Regions from separate parts of the Zea mays genome. Here region 1 is linked to region 2. The links are chromatin contacts, called in public Hi-C maps. All regions are on one chromosome and are shown on one strand. Each heading gives the region's core, a stretch centred on a gene start, on an enhancer-like site or on the middle of the called end of the contact. The rest is flanking DNA. Distances are from core to core; before and after follow the strand shown. Region 1 holds the start of LOC100277680. Region 2 holds the start of LOC100281814.

Region 1 (6,966 bases), core at 3,865-6,364, 190 kb before region 2:
AGCGCGTGGGATGGAGGAAAAACTGCGAAAGTTCAGGTTGACAGAGATCAGACACCAGCTGCGCCGTATGGAACTGATGAAGGAGACGGTGAAGATGGTGCTCGATGCGCTGGAGGGTTGACCGAGACTGAATGGTCTTCTGGTCTTCTTTTGTTTCTAGATAGAGTTTTTGTGGCTGAGTTACTTAACTTTTATGGACAAAGGTGCACTTGTCTCAGTAAGAATATAGGTACAGAAAGAAAGTGAGACTGATGGTGTTTCCCTTGTTCCTGTGGATCATATGTGCTGTTTGGTTTAAGAAATGTAACGCAAAGGGTAATGGTAATGGTTTACATTCGATTACTGTTGGTAACAAGTTTGAATAGTCCGGTATCAATTTTTAGTATGATATCTGATTACGGTGGGACTAAAACAAACATGATTTAACGTTATCACTTACCCATTACGTTACAAATATCTGAACCAAACGGTACCATAGTGTTTTGTGTGTCATACATGATACATGTGCTAACTTTTGCGTTATATGGTATACAGTCTGTATGTTTAGTCAAGTTTGGTTTGATGCATCTTCATTATGAAGGTTTTGTTCTATTTTACTCCTTTTGTGGTGCTTTTTTTTTCCGATTGTATTTACAGACTGGAATGCCGTACTTGGTGATCCTCTTAATATCGTGGTTCAGAGGAGAGGTTTGTTGATGGTCAAAACGGAGGAAATATATGTTGCCATGGAAGACTTCAACATTTATTCCAGGACAATGTTTTGGCACCATGGCACTCGATTACAGAATATGACGTTTAGGACTTTTGAACTACTAATGTGAAAATCAGACTGTAATTCTTTTCTTTTGCTGAACATTTGACCCGCTCGTATTCATGGTGGTCATCACCTAGGCGGTGAGACGCGCCACAGGGTATACCGCCATATCGCCTAGGCGTCCAGGCAGCCCACAGGACGCCGGCTCTTGTTGTCAGTGTTGATTTGATTTTATGGTCCATACGCTGTAAAGTTTGCTGACCGCATATGCTTCCAAACTTTAGCTTCTTCTATTGTGATAAAAAAAAAAGTTATGAAAATCTGACACTTGAGCTTGAGCAACTACGATCCGGCTCCAGGACGAGTCCAAATCGAACTATGTAGTGAAGTTTGCCGTTACTTTGATTACTGTCGCATAAATGCACTTTACTGATCATGGCTAACTGCGGGCGTTTGGGTTTTGACGTGACCTTTTCTTTTTACCACTATTGTCTATTCGATATGTCGATGTGGTTGGTGACATGAGTTCATGGGTTCAACTGGTTAGCAAGGTATACTACGCCTTGCCTCAAAAGGTACATGCCGACCAAGGGACATGCTAGCGGGCTCGCCGGCGGCGAAGGTGCGCCGAAGTCGCTGAAAAAGAGTTCATGAGGGGAATAGTGGGTGTATAGGCTCTAAATTTTACACTATAAAATTTAAGAATTTGATTAGATTAGAATTAGACTATATTTTTATTTAGTTTTTTAACTAAAATTAATTTAGTGTCTACCTAATTGTGAAGAAATATTTAGATCGCGATCTATAAACACCTCTAGTCATATCATGGTAGCCTATTGGAATCACAAACACACCGCAATTTTTGTCCTCCGTTCGAATCGTTTTAGCCCGGAATTAGCCGCTGAAGAACAATGCCGCTAAATGTTCATAGGCAACGATTTGCTGCATCGATTGCTGATTGGGAGAAGCTAATTCCTGGGGTTGGAGTACCGAACCAGCGATACACCCCCAGTAACCCAGTCCCTCCCCATCTGCAAAATCCATGGAAATCAGGCATTGTTCAGTTAATTCCATTACCTATGGATTATATGAGATTGCAAAAAGTTAAAAAAAAGATTGATTTGTTTGTGATTTAAAACTACTTAATCTCACTCAATCCACATGAATTGGGAGCTAACCAAACAAGACATACGTGGAGCCGAGCTTCTCCCGGAAGACAAGACAAGAGGCAAGAGCTGTATCTTGGCCGATCTGTTCTTGCTGTTCTGGCTTCTGGCAAGGCTGATCCAGGCACGTACCTTGCTGCGGCAAAACGAGGTCGCCGCTGGCTCGTTACCCCAATTGCCACACTTTGCCTAACTTTTCTGCCTAAGGTTAGTTATTCAATTCGAACGACTAACCTTAGGCAAAGTGGGGCACAGTTAGCCACAAACCAAACAAGCCTCATTGCGGCGTCTGGTCAAAACATGCCACATCGGTTTAGCTGCGCTTCTGTCAACGATTGGCCATGCGGCTTCCATTGGTTACCAGGAACCCTAGAGTTTAGACCACATCGCCTGCCTCTAAGCCAATGAGATCGTCAATTTATTGGAACTGGTTGATTTGAAGAAAAAAACCTGTGCATTGCCCAGTTTCACTGCATCAAACTGGTATGCCAATGACAATGAGATCCACACGCAGAAATTTTTTGACGAAACTAACTTCTTCAGTAGAAGCTTGGAATTAGAGTTTTAAGGTCTGTTTGGTTCGTGGCTAACTGTGCCACACTTTACCTAAGATTAATCGTTTGAATTGAACTAACCTTATATAGAAAAGTTAGACAAAGTATGACAATTTAGGCAACAATCCAATCAAGCCCCAAACCTCAACAGAGCCATTACATTTGAAAGCACGAAGCTACAGATCTTCCATGAAGGCTAAAGCAACAATACCCAGCATTCGCCTTGCAGAAGGGCTTGTTTGGTTGGAACCCTCACAGGCAACAATTGCCTGCCAGGGAAACCATCCCGGCCCCATCCCAGACCCAGGCGTTAAAAATCCAACGCCTGGGAGCGCTGCATGAGCCAGGCAGCTTCGCCGGGGAGGAAACCAAACGAGCCCATTTAAATGCAGAAAAAAGGGGGCAAGATTTCGTTTTATGAACAGGAACACATTGCGTTCCATAAGAAACAGTTATGTCATAGTCATACAGTGGGAGGGTGCACAGGAACAGTGCATCGCATGACACACTAGAGGCTAGATGAGTACGAAAAAAAGCCCCGTGCCATTCAACCAGCCATTATCACTGTGAATGAATAAATCCATCAAAGCTTTAACAGTCTGTTTCATTGAGGACAGATGAAGACTAGTTTGCTTTGTCGGGTCAGAAAATGTGAATCGGCAGGGGTGCCAAGTTGGGGATTCATGCAAAGATTGCCTGCAGGATCAACACAGGTTCTCACATTTCAGCGAGAGGTCAAGAGATCATGGATCAGTTGATCGTCATTGGTAGCGCCACGATGATCACCACCCTCTCGCAAAGCAGCCACAACCTCTTCAATCTGCAGCATGTGAGAACAAAACCTTCGCATAGCCTCTGAAGTAGTTGAACAAATCATATCATGCAATGAACTTCGAAATAGAAGCCGCTTCCATCTGTAAGCATGCAAGGGGTCCACAGCTCGTGGGTTTGCAGTAGGGTGCTTCTTTTGGACATGCTTGCAGAGCTCTCTGTATGTGCCCATGTACGAACAGCCGTCTTCCATGCAGCTCCTCCTCTTGCGATTCAGCTGCTTCCGAGCAGGCTCAACCAAGGTATATCCCTTGACCTCGCCACGGCATAGGGGACACATAAGCTCTATTGCATCTGGGTCCTCAGAGGCTTCTTTTCTGCATGACATTACAAGCTGATCAAGACAATTTGAGTGCTGGTAGCTGGACGCACAAATATATGGACGGCAGCCATTGCCATGTGACGAACAGAGTAGAAGAACAGCGCTGTGTGGGAATTCCATGCATACTGGACAAGTTGCATTTGTCCATGCGTATTTCTCCACTGCAAATGACATCTCCTTTCTGGAAACTCTTTTGAATCTGGAACTACTGTGAGAAGATGAACTTTTTTTGTTCCTCGTATACTTGGTCATCCTGAAAGGACTGTAAGATCTAATAGCAAGTTAGATGCCATGAAGTCTATTAAAAGAAATTCACTTTGTCCATATTACAACTATAAACTGAAGGACCCTGGATCATAATACAACAGTATGTTTGCTAGCACAGGGTAAGTTATATATATTTTTAATTACTCTGACCTATCACATAGTCAAGAATAAAAAAATATAGCTTAATAATAAATTTAGTAAAACAAACTCAATTTACTTTGTTATCCTGATCATTATTCTATAAGTATGGAAAACACAAGCTGAACATTGATACTACCTCATTCACGGCAATATATATTTTTCCATCAAATTACCAAACAGTTCAAACACTTACAAGTTACAGAAATGCCTGGTTTTGATCAGAAACTCAGTGGGCACTGTTACTGCCAACTTCGAACCTCTTGTTTTGGTTCGGGAACTGCTTCAGAGGAAATCAGATGTATTTGGCATGCATATACCAGAGACGCATAATTATTTTCACCACAGAGATTGGGAAGGTCCATTTTTTATATTCCTAGAAACCCCATAGCAATGGACAACTTGGATATTTATGGTTGCTACTGGAAAAATGGCATTTCAAACAGAACAAATTTAAGGTACAGTAATTCCAACACATTCTCACCATGTGACTGCGCCTAAATTGGACCTCTACTCAAATGTCCTGCGACTTGTAAAGAAGTAGAGACTAACAACTCAAAATAACAGAGAAACTTAAAAGAACTTCGGCGTGATTGCAGAAACACGAATTTTACATGAAACATGCAAAAACATATGTATCAACCATCAGCGGTGATACTGATACATAGTAAAACTGTCAAACCAAATCCCATCACACAGGCATATGTGCCCATGTGGAATATTGTGTCTGATATTTCTAAAATCTTCTTTATACTAACTATCAGAACAGGAAGCCAGGCATCGTGTGCACCAGGGCTGGACCCAGCCAAGGGACATCGATGAACAGCCGATAAGTTTTGCAAGAACCAAGAAGTTCGAAGTTAGGAGGCATCAAATAGCCAAATAGCCTTAGGTTAGGGTTTGGGTGCTCGGTTTCGCACAGCAGGAAGGGAAGAGAACGGGTGGGAATACCTGGTGGGTTTTCGTCGCCGGCAAAGAGGCTGGCGAAGGCCTCAGCACCTGGCGTTAGAGCGGCGGCGGCGGCGACGGCGGCGACACCGGTCGTCGGACCGCGACACTAGGCGAGAGGCAGAGAAACGAAGGCGGAACGCGGGGTCGTGCGGAAGGATTTTCCCAAAAGGAAGGAAAATGCGACGGCCGGCCGGCCGGCCCAGTCTGGGGTTGTTCGGCCCGCGGAGAGCTCACTCGCATGCGGGCCTCCTGGGACGTTCTTTTTCACACATGACACATTTCTGATGTCAGACGGTTAAAAGTTTAACAAATTTCATTAGCATTTAAGGCAGCGTTCTCTAAATTTTATCCTTAAAAAATATTCTGTATCCTTTACAACACATTATAAAAGATTTTATCATCTATATCTTTTCTACTCTAAAAAATTATATCATCTATATTTTCTTCTACTCTAGCCGCGTTCTCTAAATTTCATTCTATATATGAACAAGACATTGTTTTCTACATTTCTTTCGTATCGGGCGAACAGAAAAATTAGTTTGTATGTCCCGTATTAAGATACGGCGTATATTTTTTTTTGTTCACCTAAAATAGTACACATTTTTTATTAAAAAGTACCATTCACAAATGTAAAAAAATACTATACATAGTACATTCTTACCGCATGATGTTGTAATCATTCTACATTATTTTAGGCTACAGTAACAATTCCATCACATGTTGTTGCATTATCCGAGCAAGCCTGAAACGAAGGGACACAAACGCCGGGGAGCGGGGACGTGCACTATTTTAGTGGATCCCTTGGCGCATGCTGCTGGAGATAAAAAGGACACAAACACAAACACACGCTAAATATAGAGAAGAGGAGCATATAGCGCACCTTAATGGAGAAAGCCTAAGAAACGGTTGCCAGCACAAAAAACCCAAAACGCCCTCGAAAGATCATAAGAATTCGTTGGAGGTCTCACTAGCACCAGCCACGTGCCCTTACGATCTCACGTCTAACTTAGCTTTTGTAACGGTTGCGGATAGCCTTAGAGGACGCCGGGGAGCGGGGACGTGCACTATTTTAGTGGATCCCTTGGCGCATGCTGCTGGAGATAAAAAGGACACAAACACAAACACACGCTAAATATAGAGAAGAGGAGCATATAGCGCACCTTAATGGAGAAAGCCTAAGAAACTGTTGCCAGCACAAAAAACCCAAAACGCCCTCCAAAGATCATAAGAATTCGTTGGAGGTCTCACTAGCACCAGCCACGTGCCCTTAGGATCTCACGTCTAACTTAGCTTTAGCAAAATTGGTGCCCTCATGTTAGGGAAATTCAACCTCCAACTCCCGAGGCTCTCCATCCTTTGGCAGCAGATAGAACGAACGAGATCTCCTTAGACTCTTAGGGTCTATTTGGTTGGGCTATGGCTGTGAAAAAAGCTGTTGTGGGTTGTGAGCTGTGAAAAAAGCTGTTGTGGACTGTGAGTTGTTAAAAAGCTAAAAACCGTTTGATGGAAACCAATAAAAACCGTTAAAATTTTTTCGATATATGTTTTCACAGTTTCGTCTGAAAGCCATTAGAAACAGGTCCATTCAGTTTTGTACTGCGAGAAAATAAGCTTTTAGAAAAAACTGTTTTCTAGATTCAGCCCTTTGATTTGCCTTTTAGGGGGCAAAAGTTAAACCAAATACACCCTTAGCCTTTTAGGCTTTTCTCTTGGCCAATGGCCCCTAGTCTTAGAGCCTGCTAACTCTGTTTATAAATATATGATATTATTGGTTTTTTTTTAAAAAACTTTAACCGTTCGTCTTTTATAAAATATTTATTTAAAAATGTAAAATTTCAAGTCATGCATAAAAATAAAATAAATCATAAAAAATAAATAATAACTTATTTTTTTAATAAAACAAATGATCAATTTTTTTTTAAAAAAATGTCAACCGTATCATATATTTAACCGCGAGCTAGCACACCTGCAGACGACGCTACA
Region 2 (7,114 bases), core at 3,441-5,940:
AAATGATTTATTTGCAAGCTTTATGTTGCTGCAGACATCCTTAAAATCTAGAGCCTTGATCAGTGTAGTTGTTCAAAAAAAAGAAAAAAAAGACCTTCATGTAAATAGTTCCATAACGAAGCAACAGTTCAAAAAAATCTAAATATAATACTAATACGGTAATAGATTACTCTAAAATCCAGAAAATTTAAGTTCAAAATAATTAGTAGGCAAAATATTATCAAACAGCAGGTGAACAACTGTGTGTGTGTGGAGGGGGGGAGGTGCCAATGTCATGACAATGACAAGGATACAAGACACAGTTATGTAGAAAATAATGTGCATAATCAAAATCAAACACAAATGTGTCAGGTTTTCATGAGTACAAACAATGCCCTCCAGTATCTCAGCCTGGTTTACAGGACTAATGTTTTCAGATTTTTCAAATTATAACTCAAGTCAAACAAGTCTATTCGACCTATTGTATATTGGTTCTGCAGCATCAAGATAAATGATAAGACAGTATTTGAAAAACAAATCTATGTAACTCCATTGCGCAGACTCAACAGCACAAAATATGGGGCGAGAAAACATGAAAACAGTGTCCTGGGCAGGACAACCCTGCTAACAAGGAGTAACACATAAAGTCACCATTACCTGAATACAGAAGTTATATTTGACAGACAGAGATGTTGTATCTGGAGCCACGGGAATTCTAGCCCCTCCCCGGGTTTCACGCGTCTGGAGAGTTCGGCATGCCAGCACGTGCCCAACTGCCCATACGGACCCGAGATATTTCTTCAATTCGATGGAGCCATTCGCGTCCACGTCCGCTCCCCCATATCCGATCCACTGTACTCGCGAGCGATAGGGCGACTCCCTTCATGGATCCATTGCTCCTCGTCCCTGCGCCGCCGCCGCTCGACGGAGCCAGCCTCATCATCGCTCGGAAGCAAGTCTTCGCCCCCTTTCCCACCCCCCGCCCACGCACACACACGTTCGCCAGATCCCCTCCATCTCCACCGTCGTGATCGAGCAGGTGGGTCAAGTCGCTGGTGGCCCTCAAGGCGCCCGAGAAGGCGACGGGGGCATAAGGGTGGCCACACGTAGTGTCTCAGGTGGAGCTAGCCGGTCGTGTCCATGGCGAGCGCCAGCGAGGGCAGTGCGCTGGCGTCTGAGGCTTCTGTGGCGTCGGCTGACTCGTTCAGGGTGGCGTCGACCATAGGGTTTTGCGTGGCGGCGGGCTAAGACAGCGAGCCGCGGGACGCGCAGGCGAGCTCGGGCGCGCGCGACAGGCGGCACGGTTGGACCATTGGCCCTTCCATCCTTCTCCTCCCCCTTCCACTTCACAGACATTCCCCAAGGCCACTCTCCATCAGGTCCACGTCGTCCCACTGGCCTCTCTGCTTGCCTCTGCGGCCACTGCTCGACTCTGCGGCTGTTTACCCCGCCGCCTTTTCGTTTCTAGACCAAGGCCTGGTCAAAGAATCGTAGCAGATCGGGAGAGGGAGGGCTAACGGCGGCCGATATGATTCACCCGCGGTGGCAATGCTCCTCATGGTGAAGGTCGGGTCGTTGCGGGAGCTGGCGATGCGCAGTCGGAAGAGGAAGCCGTGAAGTCACCTTGATTCGGTGAAGTGGAAGCTCCACCCTCCATTGCTCCCAGTAAACAAGAAAGCAACCAGGTAATCACACCACATGAGAAAGCAATCAGGTAATCACGCCGCATGAACTAGGTGCCCTGCTATAATAGTTCTAAATTTATGGTTGCTGCTTGCTGCCAGTCGCAACTCCTCGTGGTTTGTTATGGTGGGTACTCTGGAAGTTTCACATTTAGCTGTTTCAGTTGTGATTGAGGGTCAAACCCATGAGCTAGAACCATCTGCGAATATGTATTCTTTTGTCTCGGACTCTCGGTCCATTAGCATCTTTCCTAGAAATGTTACAGTTCAAATACACTAGCAGACGGCAATGCTTTACTGATATTTTATTGCAACGAGCTTATAATTGTTGTATACTATTGGACACATAAACAAGGTATTACCTCCACTTCTGAATGGCAATTCACCATGATATTAAAAATATTATCAAGGCCACCCGACTGCCTTAATGTTTCTTTGAAATTTCCTCTAAGTTTCGACACCATGTCAGATGTATTTGTGAAAATGTTATAGCACCTTTGATTGATGATGGCAAGCCTTGCTACTAAATCAGGTTTATTAAATTAAAGGTAATACTTGGATCTCCAATGCCTCTTCAGTTATCTTGGAACAATTACTGTAACATATATTTGTCTTGCAGCAAGGTTTATTAAATTAACTAACTTCTAAATAAACGAAGGAACACAACTTACTTTGCATTCTAAAACACATACACGTTATCGAGTTCTTCAATTGACCTATCCAATACCTTTACTTTTGCATCCTTCCCTTCATCATATGCCTTCTGAATTTCTATCTTTGATTGTCAAGTCTGCAGAGCTTGTCTATTTGTGAATACCAAAAGTTGGTTCAAACCCGTCACATGTGTTGCAATGTAAACGTCTGGTGTCCTTTTTAGGTGTGCTCTTTTAATTTGCCCTTTTTACTCTCTGCTGAAGCTGACTAATTATAACATTTTAGGAAATGCAGTGAGTCCTATTGTGCTGTAAAATTAAGAGAAAATTGCTAGACAATTAACTCTCTTGTTGTCTTAAAAACACAGTATTTGGCTGATGTAGTTTTTTTGTTCAGACTGATAAACATGGGAACTTGAAGAGCTGTTCTACAGTTTCATGCTGATAATGTGAAGCAGAGTGAAATGATTGTGACCTTTGCCATGCGTGCTGGTTTTGCTGGTGGATTGGTTGACTGGCCTCATATTCAGTTACCATGTAACAATGGAGTTTGAACAATCCTATAGATTCGATGTCTATGCTTGTGAGCATGCCTTTCTTCTGATGGTTCAAAAGTGAAGAAGTCCTACCTTGTCCTCATTTGTGGCACATCAGATTTTACCTACTCGTAAAAAAGGAATATTATTTAAAAACTACATTAACTACCTTGTGAATGCATTGAAGAATAAACTAACATGTGATTGGTTCGAACCTGTAAGATGTTCGCCTCCTAACAAGGAAACAAGTACAAGTGACTCTGTAAAATCTGACTCTATAAAATACACTATTAGTGATTCAGAAAAGCCTGATTGATGAATGATTACTTGAATTAAATTTTATCAGTTACATCATAACATGTTTTAACAGTTTGGATCCTAACTAGCATTGTTACTTGCTTTTTATCACTCTTTGAACGCAAGAGTTTTCAGTCTGCTCTCTGTAACTACCTATGAAGATAGGTTTCTTTCACACAGTGATAGAATTTAGAATTTTCAATAGGCCAATGAATTGGATTTCTTTCTGCTCTGTTGGGGAGGGCAGTGAGTGGTGCTGCTACAGTCTTAGAAATGATGGTAAAGATTTTTTTTAGATAATGGAATGATGGTAAAGATATTGAGCCTTTAGTTTTATTCCAAAGATGCTCTTTGTTACTTGTCATCCTTACACAACTTATATTAACATTAATTTCTAATGACTTTTCGCCTAAATCTGGTGCCCTGATGTGTTTATTTAAATCTTACTATTACCATCTAATTAATATAGTTGCACAAAACTATGTTGGTTCGTCGACATTAGCTTCTGTCTTAAACAACTGTAGGGCGCCCGAATGGGCGCCTAATGTTCTAGTTACCTTAATAAACATAAAGGAGGATAAAAGCATCATGATCCATGATCATGGACAATTTATAACTGCGGGTGTTTGGGACTGCTGCAGCTCTAGAAAATTTGATAGAGTTGGTAGAGCAGGTCATTAGATGCTCCAGAAAACTGCGGAACTGGAGTTGTGAACCTTTAGATAACATTTAGTCATTTAGATAAATCGTTTTGTTTATTATTTAAATTAAAAATACTTTTTAAGCTATGCAAATTTATATTATAAACTATAGCTCCAGCTGGAGCTGGAACCTGGGGCAGTCTAAAACACCCCCTTAGTTTACTATTCACAACAATTATAAGTCCAGAGCCTGCTTAGGGAAATGGAGATTAACCCGAATCGAAAGTCTGGCATCATTGTAACATAAGTTTTTTACGTCGCATGCAAATTCGCGTGATTTCCTAAAATTATGCTTATCTTCAATCGTACAGATAATATCAAAAACCGGGATCGACTCAATCATTTGGATTTCAAAAACCCTAAATTCATCCACCAATCCCATCAGTCTTTAACAAATCAAGCAGTATCCTCACCTCCACTCTGAATCGTCCCCGTAGGGTGAGTAATAGTCGTATCCGATCTCATCCTTGTTCACGCAATTGAACATGAGCGCCGCCAGCGAAGCGAAGATCCCTGCAAAATGCCCATGCCCATGCCCAACGGAATCGCACCCATCAATCGAACCCCAAAGCTCTCAAGCGAAAAATGGAGGCTACTCCTCGAATCTTAGGGCTCCCGGTCTCACCTGGAAGGTAGTGGAGGAAGGAGACCTGGACCGCGCTGCAAACGACCGCGTCCACCCAGAACCACCATCCGGCCCCGAAGATGGCGCCGGACACGCCCGGGCCGATGATGCCCCAAAGCAGAGCAAGGTTCTCCATGGTCGCGACCTCTCCTCACCAACTCCTCCCACCAAGCAATCTCCTCGTCGTTCTGCTCTTCACCCTTTTTCGGGAGAAATTATTCTTTTCTAAGTGGAAACTGGAGGTGGGTAGAGTCACTGGGCCAAACAATCTCCGTCCAATAAAGCCCAACTTGGTATTTTCTTTGAGCCTGTTGCGCCACGCATGTTTATGGGCCTATCGAATCGCGTTGAGATGGACGTAGTGGCGCTTGGGGCTGTTCGTTGTGGTGGTGCGGCAGGAAGAGACGATGGCGCGAGGTGGCGCGTGGGCCGCGGTGGCGGCGGCGGCCGTGTGGTGGATGGCGGCGGGGGCCGGGGCGGTATGGCTGGAGATTGCGCCGTCAGGGACTAAGTGTGTGTCGGAGGAGATCCAATCCAACGTTGTTGTCATCGGCGACTACTCCGTCCTCTATGATCACCACCACGCCCAGCCTACCATCTCCGTCAAGGTAACCAATCGTTTGGACCTACAAATGCGAGGACATATCATGTGCAATCACTTATCCTGGTGCAAGCGTGCAATCAAGCGATCTGGTGCATCCGATCTAGATCTAATGATGACTGTTATTTTATATTTAACCCATTCCACCTAAAACATAGTACCTATTTTACTTTTAACCCCTTCCATATGAAACCGTTGGATCTAGATTGGATGCTCTGGATAATTTGATTGCACGCTTGCACCAAAATAAGTGATTGCACGGGATATATCCTCTACAAATGCAATATCAGACTAAAACGGCGTTACGACGTAATTAGTTTAAGGGGGATAAATTGAACTAAAATAGTAGTTGACACCGTAATTAATTAATTAGCCGACCTAGAAAACACCAGTTGGGGTATCCATTTGCATCCACCAGATCGGGATTGATCGAAGCAGTACAGCATGGGAGGTGATAGACAAAAAATGTACTGTTATATACATTGTAATTTTTGTGGATCGGTTGGTACTCCTCTATTTTCTATGCTTTTGTGTAGACTAGGATTGGAATGGGAGTGCATTATGTGTAGTAACTGTTCTCAAATATTTATCATTCGCTAGTTTATTTTTAAACTAAACCGCGATAAATAAAAAAGGTCGGAGGGAGTATTATGGAAGGAAGTGCATTATGTGCAGTAGCTGTTATTTCTTTGACGTCATGGAGTTATGGTATTAGGTACTATTAGCTAACAATCGATGACAATTGTCAACTTGAGCACATCGGACATGTGATTAGCCATTGGGAGATATCACATATGCCTCTTTTCATTGTGGTCACGCAGTCTGTGGGTGTACTAAAAACACTATTTGAAAACTATTCTGCTAGCTCAGATGCATGATAAAAATTAAAAACAGTTTTTCCCGTTATAAAAGATACATAACTCTCGTTATTGTTTGGGAAAGAAAAAAATCATTGTGATTTTATTGCTGTTGCGGCTCCCCATTAGTTTTAGGTTCAGTCAAATTGGTCCTGAATACGGCAAGTTGTTGATTCCTTTCGTCCTGTCCTAGGCCTTCTCCATTTTTTCTGCACTATTGTTTGTGGTACATGTACATCAAATGGATCACGGTTACATTGTTAGTTCTTCAATAATGAAACTGGAAGATGCTGTCCAACACCTTGCTTATCTTGCATGTGGGCCATAAACTCGACCTTCGATTAGAGGGAACTACAAATGGGCGCCATTTTGTTGGATAGAGTTGTGATTATGAAACACAGGAGACATGGAATCCACCTCCATATTGCAACATTTTACCCTCAAAAGCCTTTGACTTATTTGCGCATGGTAGTGGTAGTGGATAAATCTATTGCAATTCACTTCATAGAGAACATACTGGTAACTTTGCTGGGAGAGGAACTGGACATTGACCGGGAGTTGTCTAACATGCTTACATTTCTTTGGGGGGTCATTATTTCAGGTTACGTCCCCTTTTGGAGACATTGTTCATAAGAAAGAGAAGGTTTCGATGGGGCAATTTGCATTTACCACAGCAGAAGCAGGGAACTACCTTGCCTGCTTCTCAATTGATGGTGAGGACAGAGGGTTAGTGGTGAAGCTAAACCTTGACTGGAAAATTGGGCTGGCTAGTAGAGACTGGGATTCTGTTGCCAAAAAGGAAAAGATCGAGGTGAAGTATATTAAAAAATGAGGCGTTATACTGCCAGCTGTTGTCTTGTTTTACTCCCCTTCCATATGACATGGAGTTTTATAATCAGGGAGTTGAACTGGAGTTGCTCAAGCTCGAAGTTGCTGTCCAATCAATCCATGACAACCTGCTGCTACTAAAATCCAAGTCTGTGCATCCATTTGTTTTTTCTAGCTTCATGTTGTGATTATCCACGTACCTGGCTGATATCCAGGGTACAATAGCAATCTATTTAACGAAGTTGTTCTCGGTGCAGAGAAGCTAACATGAGGGACGTCAGTGAGCAGACGAATTCTAGGGTCACGTGGCTGAGCATGCTGTCTCTTGTTGTTTGCATTGCAGTCTCTGTTTTAC

Evidence for each region. A called contact is a pair of places that touch in the nucleus more often than the background predicts.
Region 1: a contact with region 2 is called in a Hi-C map of leaf, with 4 times the contacts expected there. The contact joins the promoter of LOC100277680 here to the promoter of LOC100281814 in region 2. A contact is called at or near these places in 5 of 25 Hi-C or Micro-C datasets (ear, endosperm, leaf and 1 more).

The regions. Positions count from the first base shown.
Region 1 is chr2:190,692,306-190,699,271 of Zm-B73-REFERENCE-NAM-5.0, reverse strand. LOC100277680 reads right to left here and starts at 5,114. Exons shown (of 2, transcript NM_001349007.1): 1 at 4,984-5,114; 2 at 2,892-3,898. The coding sequence starts at 3,879. The coding sequence ends at 3,199. It overlaps LOC100277696 (GLABROUS1 enhancer-binding protein-like), which reads left to right. Exons shown (of 1, transcript NM_001151198.3): 1 at 1-340. The coding sequence ends at 121.
Region 2 is chr2:190,504,375-190,511,488 of Zm-B73-REFERENCE-NAM-5.0, reverse strand. It overlaps LOC100281814, which reads right to left and starts at 4,690. Exons shown (of 4, transcript NM_001349039.1): 1 at 4,474-4,690; 2 at 4,262-4,361. The coding sequence starts at 4,609. LOC100285181 reads left to right here and starts at 4,834. Exons shown (of 4, transcript NM_001158075.1): 1 at 4,834-5,081; 2 at 6,533-6,742; 3 at 6,831-6,907; 4 at 7,017-7,114. The coding sequence starts at 4,881. LOC103647474 (a long non-coding RNA gene) reads right to left here and starts at 4,254. Exons shown (of 2, transcript XR_562868.2): 1 at 3,066-4,254; 2 at 127-2,975. LOC100275591 reads right to left here. Exons shown (of 5, transcript NM_001365909.1): 5 at 7,070-7,114.